2 separate regions of the Zea mays genome follow, and region 2 is linked to region 1. The links are chromatin contacts, called in public Hi-C maps. All regions are on one chromosome and are shown on one strand. Each heading gives the region's core, a stretch centred on a gene start, on an enhancer-like site or on the middle of the called end of the contact. The rest is flanking DNA. Distances are from core to core; before and after follow the strand shown.

Region 1 (4,590 bases), core at 1,000-3,499:
GCTATTTCAGCTACAACCGCTATAGCCCGATTTAGCTTCGCTAAATGTCGTAGCTTTAGCGCTAAATAGCCACGCTATAGCCCTATTTTTCTTGGTGGGGCAAAAATAATGAATGTAATGAAGAAGGACGAGGAAGCTCAATAATATTAATTATTGTAATGAAGATAAATCTAAACTTGCTTATACATAACAACCTAAACTTGCTTTATATATATAATAAGATGATGCACACGATATTGACATGGATCAATAGTCCTCAAGTGTCCATTCTTCTTATCCAGATGACTCTATGCTTGATCAAAAGATTACACTAGTAAGTTTTTTGGTTGTACTAAATCATGGTATTGTGTTGCTATCACGTTAGCAAGATGGTAAATTCTTTACTACTCAAGTATTTAGAACTTAGTAAACCTATTAATTATCATGTTGTGCAGCTACCTAGCTAGTGGTTAACTATGTTATTGAAGTGTCAAATACTTGAATTTCATGAATCATGTATTGTGTACTGTCTCTAGTCTCCTAGAGCCTTGAAAACATATTGGTCTTAGTCAAATATCTTGACTTCAATATTTTTTTTGCATAAATCATGGATATTTTTATGTTTTTTATAAATCCGCTATTTGCTATAGCTGCGCTATAGCCACGCGATAGCTTTGTAGCCTGAAAAAAATGATGCCACTATTTTATATAGCCCGCTATTTTAAACCTTGCCCACGACTAGTTTTTTTAAGGAATATAGATTCTTAGAAAAACTCATAAGAAAAAAAACCTAAAACATGCATATAGTACGTACCATTGTTAACCGAAGATTTCTTAAACAAGATGCGGAAGGAAACGAGAACGCACGACGGGTGCGCTAGATTCGAGCAGGATCAAAAGCATCGTGTGCGTTCACCTTTACAACACCAAAAACTATGATACACACCAGCAGCAGTACAGCACAGCGCTAGCTAGTGTGAACCGCAAAATGCTTAGACGCGAAGCCTCAGGAGACAGAGACACAGCGCGTGTCCTTCCGAGCACTTTCTGATTAGATTAAGCAATCGCGAAAACTGTACTAATAATTCTATCTTTAAACAAAATGGAGGCAAATCTAGCAGAAGTATCCGATGCTCTCGGCTCTCGCTCGCTCAACAATCCATGTCCAGATGAGTACAGGTAATTAATATTTATCTTGTTTTATCTTATGTAAAAAAACAAAAGAATCTTTGGTGGAAGCTGCGCATGCATGAACCTAGCTAGGCACTCTCCTTGCAATGTCGTCGACAAGAAAAAAGATGGAGCAATGCATGTACGCTCACTGCATTGCGATCGATCTTTAGAGAGCGCGAGGCCTAGCAGAAACTCCACAGCCTCATCAGCTCGCCGTCGTCCTCGGGCTCCTCCCACGCCGACGACGGGAACGGCGCGGCGCCGGTGTCTATCAGATCCATCGACTTGGGCGAGGCGAATGCCTCCAGGTCCGTCCACAGCTCCTCCCCGCCGGGCGGCGAGCCTGTGCTGTCGTCCGCGGCAGACGATGATGCCGTCGCGTGCTCCTGGTGGGCGTGATCGGTGCTGCCCTGCGTCGACAGCGAGGCAGGCGTCGGCGTCGTCGTCGCGCTGGCGCCGATGCCGGCGGCGTCGCCGAACGCCGCGGCAGCCGCGGCCGCGGCGCGCTGGATGGACCTCGGCGACATGCCGCCGCTGGCACCCGGGTCGTCGTCGTCCGGGCGGCCGCCGCTGCTGTCATCAGCACGCCGGTGAGTCGAGGACGCGGACGAGGAAGGGAAGTTGAGGACGGCGTCGGAGCCCTTGAGGCACAGCAGCGCGGCGTCGTAGGCGCGCGCCGCGGCCTCGGGAGTGGCGTAGGAGCCGAGCCAGATCCGGCGCTTCTGGTTGGGCGCCCTGATCTCCGACACCCACGACCCCCAGCTCCGCATCCGCACCCCCTTGTACGGCCTCGCCGCCGCCGCCTTGCCGCTCTCCCGCATGGCCTTGCTGTCGGAAAAGGCGGCCGCCGCCGTGAGAACGCCATTGCTGCTTGGGTTCTTCACCATCATATATATGAACTGCCGTTCGGCGTGCGCCGCGGCGCTTAGATCTCCCCCCTGCTGTTCGTGCCTTGGGCGGGGAGGGAACGGGAGGAAGGGAGGAGAGTGACGCTGATGATGCGTGAGCAAGTGGACTCCATCGTATATATAGTGGCGCTGGCGCGGCGTCGAGCTCGCCACTGGAATGAAACGCCGCGCCTACACAGTGTCACACCACACGCACTAGCTCAGCTGTGGAGAAAGGGTTGGGGCTACCGATTTGGAAGACGCGCGCGCTTAGGTGTCATGCATGCCACCCTTAAAGTGTACATGCATGCATGTACTTCCTCGACGCGCTCCGCTTTTCTAATTTAGTTTCATCGTTCACATGATACGAGCTTGGACAAATCTGTGCTGTACTAGCTTTACTTCTTGGTCGAGTTCGTCGAACACGGACACACGGTAGTATATGTAGTAAAAACAAATACACGTTCGCTATTTTAGATATCATAGATAGATATACGAAACAGTACTTTGAACACTGATCGTCATTACATTAATATTTATAAAATGTAGTAGAATCATGATATTGTCTTGCTAATAAAAATTAAAAAGTTACTAACATGACATGTTTCAGAAGACACCATTGTTCAAAGTTTAACCAAAGTAAAAAGAACGTGCTATGTCAGAATGAAAATGTTTTTCCTATTTATTAACCAACCGGCCGGGAGGGTGGTGGTAATAAGTTGTATAGGGGTTTTAGATATTTATGCGTTAAAAACTTTGCGGGGATCAGTGATTATATATTCTTGTTGTTACTAATAGTAGAGTACTTTTCAATTATCCACGTTAGACACGATAGATAGAGAAAATAAATAAATTATGTAGGTACCTTTTTACACACATCAGAAACACCCATCCATCGCTTCAACAGATTCTATTCACGATCCACAATAACCATGTGAACTTTTCAATAAAATAAAATAAAAAAGAATTACCTGCCTTCATCATTATGAAAATACTTCAAAGTAACCCCTTAAATTTACATATAAAGTATCTACCTTTGTCATTATAAAAATAACCTAAGCTCACTACTCCTTAATATTTAAACTAACCTCATAAAAATTTTGCCGATCCAATCTTTGGAGATCGTCACATAGCAGGATTTGCGTACATATACGTTCTTAGGAATGAGCATTTGAACACACACCCTCCTTCTTCAAAAATTTGAGACTAACCAGCAGACCAAACATGTTTTAGTGTTCAAAATAAAACAATAATTATATTTGAATAAATATCTAAATACATATTTATATGATATATAACAACTAACCGTCGAAAGCAAGAGCTGCTAGTAATTAGAAAAACCCGGACCCTAAGATAACTGTGAGCGCATGCAACGTATGGTAAGAACATATAACCCTTGCTTTTTAGCTGTGCCGACTTTGCTTTTTAGCTGCTCTTACTTGAGAAGGTACTCCTACGTGCCCAGCCTAGATAGTAGCTGTAGACATGGCATATGGGAGGACGGAGGAATGCAGCAAAGCCCGGCCACTGGAGTTTCAGGAATACTATTATTCTGCGTGAGAAAGAAAAAAGAAACGGAGATCATCACATGCACGCACTGCAACTTCCGTGATGCTGTCGGAAACCCAATAATAATAAAGCCATATTTATTTAGAAATCATAAAACTAGATCGATTAGCTGCCAGAAAGCAGAATACACTGCAGAGGAGGCCAGAACAATAAGCTTTCTCATTCTCGGCATCTATATATTTCTTTATACACAAGGGAAGTGTCAGATCTGCAGCGGAATAAATGACACTACCTCCATCAGTCTCTCAATCACACACTCTATCTCATTTTCTATTTTAAACTTAACTATGTAAATAGTATAATCAACAGTATAAAACACCGCACGTATAAACACTCAAGGTCTCAAGCAGCAGAGTAGTAAATCCCAGATGAACTCGTCATCGTCAACCTATCGTTACATGCAAGCAAGCTCAGACCCGGCGGGTCTAATCGAGCGAGGCCCCACCATTAGAACAATGTGTGGGTCCATGGTTGAAGGCTGACACCGCAATGATCGATTGCCCATATGTATACGTGTAAATGTAAAGACAGAGCAAGCGGTTTAGGGAAAGTTTTGCTCCCCACGGCAAGTGACCAGGCGATAATTTGCTAGCATTCCCGATCCAGAAACGACGAGGATATGATGGCGAACTTCTCGTGAGCGATATTGTAGTGTTTGGTTTTAGAGACTAATATTTAGTCTTTCTATTTTTCTATTTTAATCTCTAAATTATCAATATGCTTCTATATTTAATAATTTAGAGAATAAAATGAAATAAAATAGAGAGACTAAAAAATAGCCTCTATAAACAAAACATTAGTGTGTTTGATGATGATCATTTCCATGACTTATGGTGTGTTTGGTTGAGGAGCGGAGAGGAATGAAACGGTTCCATTCTTATTTTTTTTATGTTTGGTTTCTAAAGGAGGAGAGCGGAGTGGCTGCGGAAGTCTATATATGGCAAATATTTGGGATGCTCCCGTTCCACGAAAACGATCGGAT
Region 2 (4,317 bases), core at 1,166-3,665, 260 kb after region 1:
TGCGCCAACCTATCTGGGCAGGGGCACGCGACGATAAATTCACTGGTCGGCTCGGTTGTGGGTCCCCGGGTCCGAAACGCCGACATACAAGCTTCTGTTTGGCTAGCTGATTAATTGTGAGGTTTACTTGAATGCAGGGGCTGCAAGAATTTATTTGGTTTGTGCGTGAGAACATTAGGTAATAGTTTGGTTCGTCTGAGCTGGGGTTGACTTTTAGGGAATGAGTGAAGGAACTGATTAAAACATTTTTGTTGAAACTTAATTGTTTCTTTTCTACCTTTACAGAATCTGAGAGGGGTCCGCTAGCTTGTGAGTATCTAGAAAGATACCTCGAGATTTTTTTTATCGGAAAATTTTAACGGATTGCTCTCTTAGTTTCTGAATGCGCAGGTCATAGGTACCTTCAAAACTTTGAATTAGTAGTCATCGTGCTGTTGTGCGACGTCGTCTACTCCTCCACTGCTCCAGGACCCAGTCACCAAACAAGAACAAAGAACTGACAAAGTTGAAGAACGGATGGTCTCTTTGAGCCCTCGGGAAAAACCAACACAATACGGAATTATCAACAGATGTCAAACCAAAACATTTCAGACTTAGAGCATCTCCAACAACGTGACCTATAAAAATGCCTTATAATTTAAAAATAAGTAAATTTTATAGAATTTAGGGCACCAACAAAACACCCCGCTCCAACAGTAAAGCCCCAAATCTAGATTATAGGGCAGCCCACTACGGTGTAGTATATTTGAGGCACTTGAGAGGGTGTCCTATAGTTTTTTGACAAAATTTGTTGAATTGAGGCACTGTTGGAGTGGTTTTTCCTGTGTAGAGCCCTATATTTCAATTTGAGGCACTAGTTTAAGGCATTGTTGGAGATGCTCTTAGGGAGCTAGAGCTTTCAGACTTGGGGGCTAGTTTGGGAGTTTAAATACCGGAGTGGATTGGAGGAGCTAAAATCTTTTTCTTATTTAATTTTGAATAAGAAAGAGATTTTAGCCCCTTCAATCTCCTCTAGTTTTATGGCTCCTAAACTAGTCACTAGAGATTCGGTTGCTGTAGATTATAGTCAATTCCTTAAATACAACAGCACTTAGCATATCTGCGCCACAAGAAACTGAGCGAGAAACGAACATCCGCGACGCACGCGCACGACAAAATCTGGGAACGAACATCCGTGAGGCGCGCGCATGCCAGGTTCCTCGCTCGACCATAGCCTCCAGCACACAGGATTAGAATGTCCATACCATTAGAATGCTTTAAGAATTTATAACACATGAAAGTAAGAATTTATAACACATGAAAGTCGCAAAACATTTTATAACACCCGAAAGTCGTAAAACATGTGTTTAAATTATACATAAGAAAATATAGAAATGTAAACATAAAGGATAGAAAACATAAAGTTAGATCTCATGTTTATTTTTCTTGAAAATTGTTACCAAGGATGTCATTCCATAGAAATTTTAATCCTTTGTTGTGAAGACTCTTAGGCCCCGTTTGTTTCGTTGGAATTGAATTCTATTCTAATAATTATAATTTTGACAAAACTAACTGAGTTAATATATTTATTTATGTAATGTATTTGTATATTATCCTAAATCATATCAGATATATAGTTATACACTACATTTATGTTATAGAGAAACAAGTAAAAGAGTGTGCTATAAATTTTACATTAGAAAAGTAGCATGTAAATCTATAGAATTAATTTTCATCTCACACCCCATGAATTTGAGAGACTTATATATACACTTTGGAAAATTGTGGAATGTCACATTATATAAAAAGGCTACTGTATTAGTTAAATTCCAATTCCTCAAAATGAAGTGAAACAAACGGACCCTTATTGAAAAACTTTTTAGGCCCCGTTTGTTTTCCTTCATTTGAGAAATTGAAATCTAACTAATGGAGTAGGCTATTTTTTAGAACGTAACATTTCATAACTTTCCAAAGTTTATATATAAGATTATATCAAATTTATAGGGTGAAAGATGGAAATGGATTCTATAGATTTGTATGATATTTTTCAAATATACAAATTATAACACACTCTTTTACTTGTTTCTCTATAGCATAAGTATAGTATATAACTATCTCTTTCATATAATTTAAAATAATATATATATATATATTATCATAATATATTAACTTAATTACTTTATATCTAAATTATAATTATCCGAATCAATTCCAACGAACAAACAGGGTCTTATATAAATTAAATTCTCTAAAATTATTTTGTTTTCCTCCGTTACAAATCGAAGACCTAGTCTTGCTTTCTCAATTAACAGATATTCACGACCTGTTTGTTTGATTTTAGTTAGTACCGGCTACTACTATATTTATAATATTTTTGTCTTTATAAATTATAGTAGTATCATTATAAATAGCTGGTTTTAATCTGAAAGAATAACCAGCTGCACCACTAATCCACTATACAGCACCAAGTTTGAGGGCTCGATGCTGGTTGACCTTGACCTTGTGCTCGTCAACCGAGTCCCGACTGCATCGATCTGACGGCCTTTCTACGCGCAACGACGAAGCTTCGCGAATCCCCTCCTTCCTTCGGCCTCACCTTCTTATTCTCCGCCGAACAAGTCTTAGACGCCTAATCCGTAGTTTACATCCCGAAGGGCGGCAAGGGTGATCCAGGCCGACCATGGCTTACGTCGAGAGAGGTAATCTGATTTCCGAAGGAATAGCCCCATAGGTTAGGAATTGCTTGTTCATGGTTTCTGCTGGTGGGTTCGCTGGCGGTCCGATCTGTCAATTGATCTAACTGATTATTCGCATGGCTATCCCCATTGTCATCTGGGTTGAGCACCTAGTCCTATTAGTGGGTTCGTCTGGTGGCCCGATCTGTCAATTGATCTAACTGATTATTCGCATGATGCTATCGAGATTGTCTTCTGTGTTGAACACCTAGTCCTATTGATTTGGGTGCTAGATTATCGACTGATGCTGTCTCTATAATCTTGTATTTCTAGAAGCATACGGGAACTCCTAGCAATAAGCTTTAGGATGGATGTTAGCCCATGTTTTTTTCTACTTAGCAAGCAGATCATTCTTACTGCCGTTTTCTCTGCAAAACAAATGTAGTTTCAGCCGGAATTCTAGTAGGTGTTTGGATGAAGGGGAATTTAGGTCATTTTCCCACTCAAACACCGGGAATTCTGGAGGGGATTTAAGTTCCCAAATTGAATAAGAAGGGGCTTTAGCCCCTTCAATCCCATCCGGTTTTGTGGCTCCCAAACTAGCCCTTAGGGTTGATTTGGTAACAATAGGATCACAGGGGGATTGGAGGGAATTGGGGGGGGGGGGGATGAACTAATTTCCCCCTCAATCCCCTCTAACCCCCCGTGATCTCTGGTCACCAAATCAGCCCAGTGGTAGGAATTACGGGCTGCAGCAGTGCGTGCAACTCTTGAATTGACTGAATTACATGCATTGGTTATGCAACCATATGTTTATGTGAGGCATTATGAATAATTACGGGGGGGGGGGGGGGGGGATGAACTAATTTCCCCCTCAATCCCCTCTAACCCCCCGTGATCTCTGGTCACCAAATCAGCCCAGTGGTAGGAATTACGGGCTGCAGCAGTGCGTGCAACTCTTGAATTGACTGAATTACATGCATTGGTTATGCAACCATATGTTTATGTGAGGCATTATGAATAATTACTGCAAAGGAGACACTGATAAGCAAAAAAAAACATGATTAATAACTGGAGCACTAGGCATCTGAACAGAACTGTGATTCGATGCTTGTGCTGGGTCGTCAGCCATTCTTGATTTAGCAGCCCTAGTTTTACATCTGAACTCACTGGAGACAGGGCCCTTGGTTTTAGAACAGAGGAAATTTGCTAATAGGATCATTGGAATTTTCGTACATACTTGATATTTTGAGCAAAAGTGCTACTGTAATTTGGTATTTTTGGCTATCAGTCATACTGAGTTTTTTTTTTCCAAGAAAAAGCTTGAGTTATTTCCTTGTACTTGCTATTATGTTAGATAATGAATATAAGTGACTTGCAAATTCGGTAAGATTTTGCTTTGAGTTAGTTACTTGGGCCTCATCAAGGAGGCTTGTAGAAAACAGAACACAACAAAAGATATCAGCTGTACATTTTTTAGTGCAAGTGTAAAAGTAATCGTGTATACCTAAAGCAGGAATGTTGCATGCATGCTGGTAGTGGTGGTAAAGCTGCCTTTGGTGGGGACAGTGGGTGCTGGGTGGCACTGGTTTAATTTTTCTTCCTTCTAAAAATTGTATATGAACTATAGAAGTACTAATTGGAAGTATTGTTTGGGGATTTT

Evidence for each region. A called contact is a pair of places that touch in the nucleus more often than the background predicts.
Region 2: a Hi-C map of tassel shows a contact between it and region 1, with 2.0 times the contacts expected there. The contact joins the promoter of LOC100277047 here to the promoter of LOC103634084 in region 1. A contact is called at or near these places in 2 of 25 Hi-C or Micro-C datasets (ear and tassel).

Annotation. Positions count from the first base shown.
Region 1 is chr1:37,656,202-37,660,791 of Zm-B73-REFERENCE-NAM-5.0, forward strand. LOC103634084 (ethylene-responsive transcription factor ERF012) reads right to left here and starts at 2,250. Exons shown (of 1, transcript XM_008655705.4): 1 at 873-2,250. The coding sequence starts at 2,042. The coding sequence ends at 1,335.
Region 2 is chr1:37,913,376-37,917,692 of Zm-B73-REFERENCE-NAM-5.0, forward strand. It overlaps LOC100277047 (glycine-rich protein), which reads left to right and starts at 2,416. Exons shown (of 4, transcript NM_001150715.2): 1 at 2,416-2,678. The coding sequence starts at 2,660.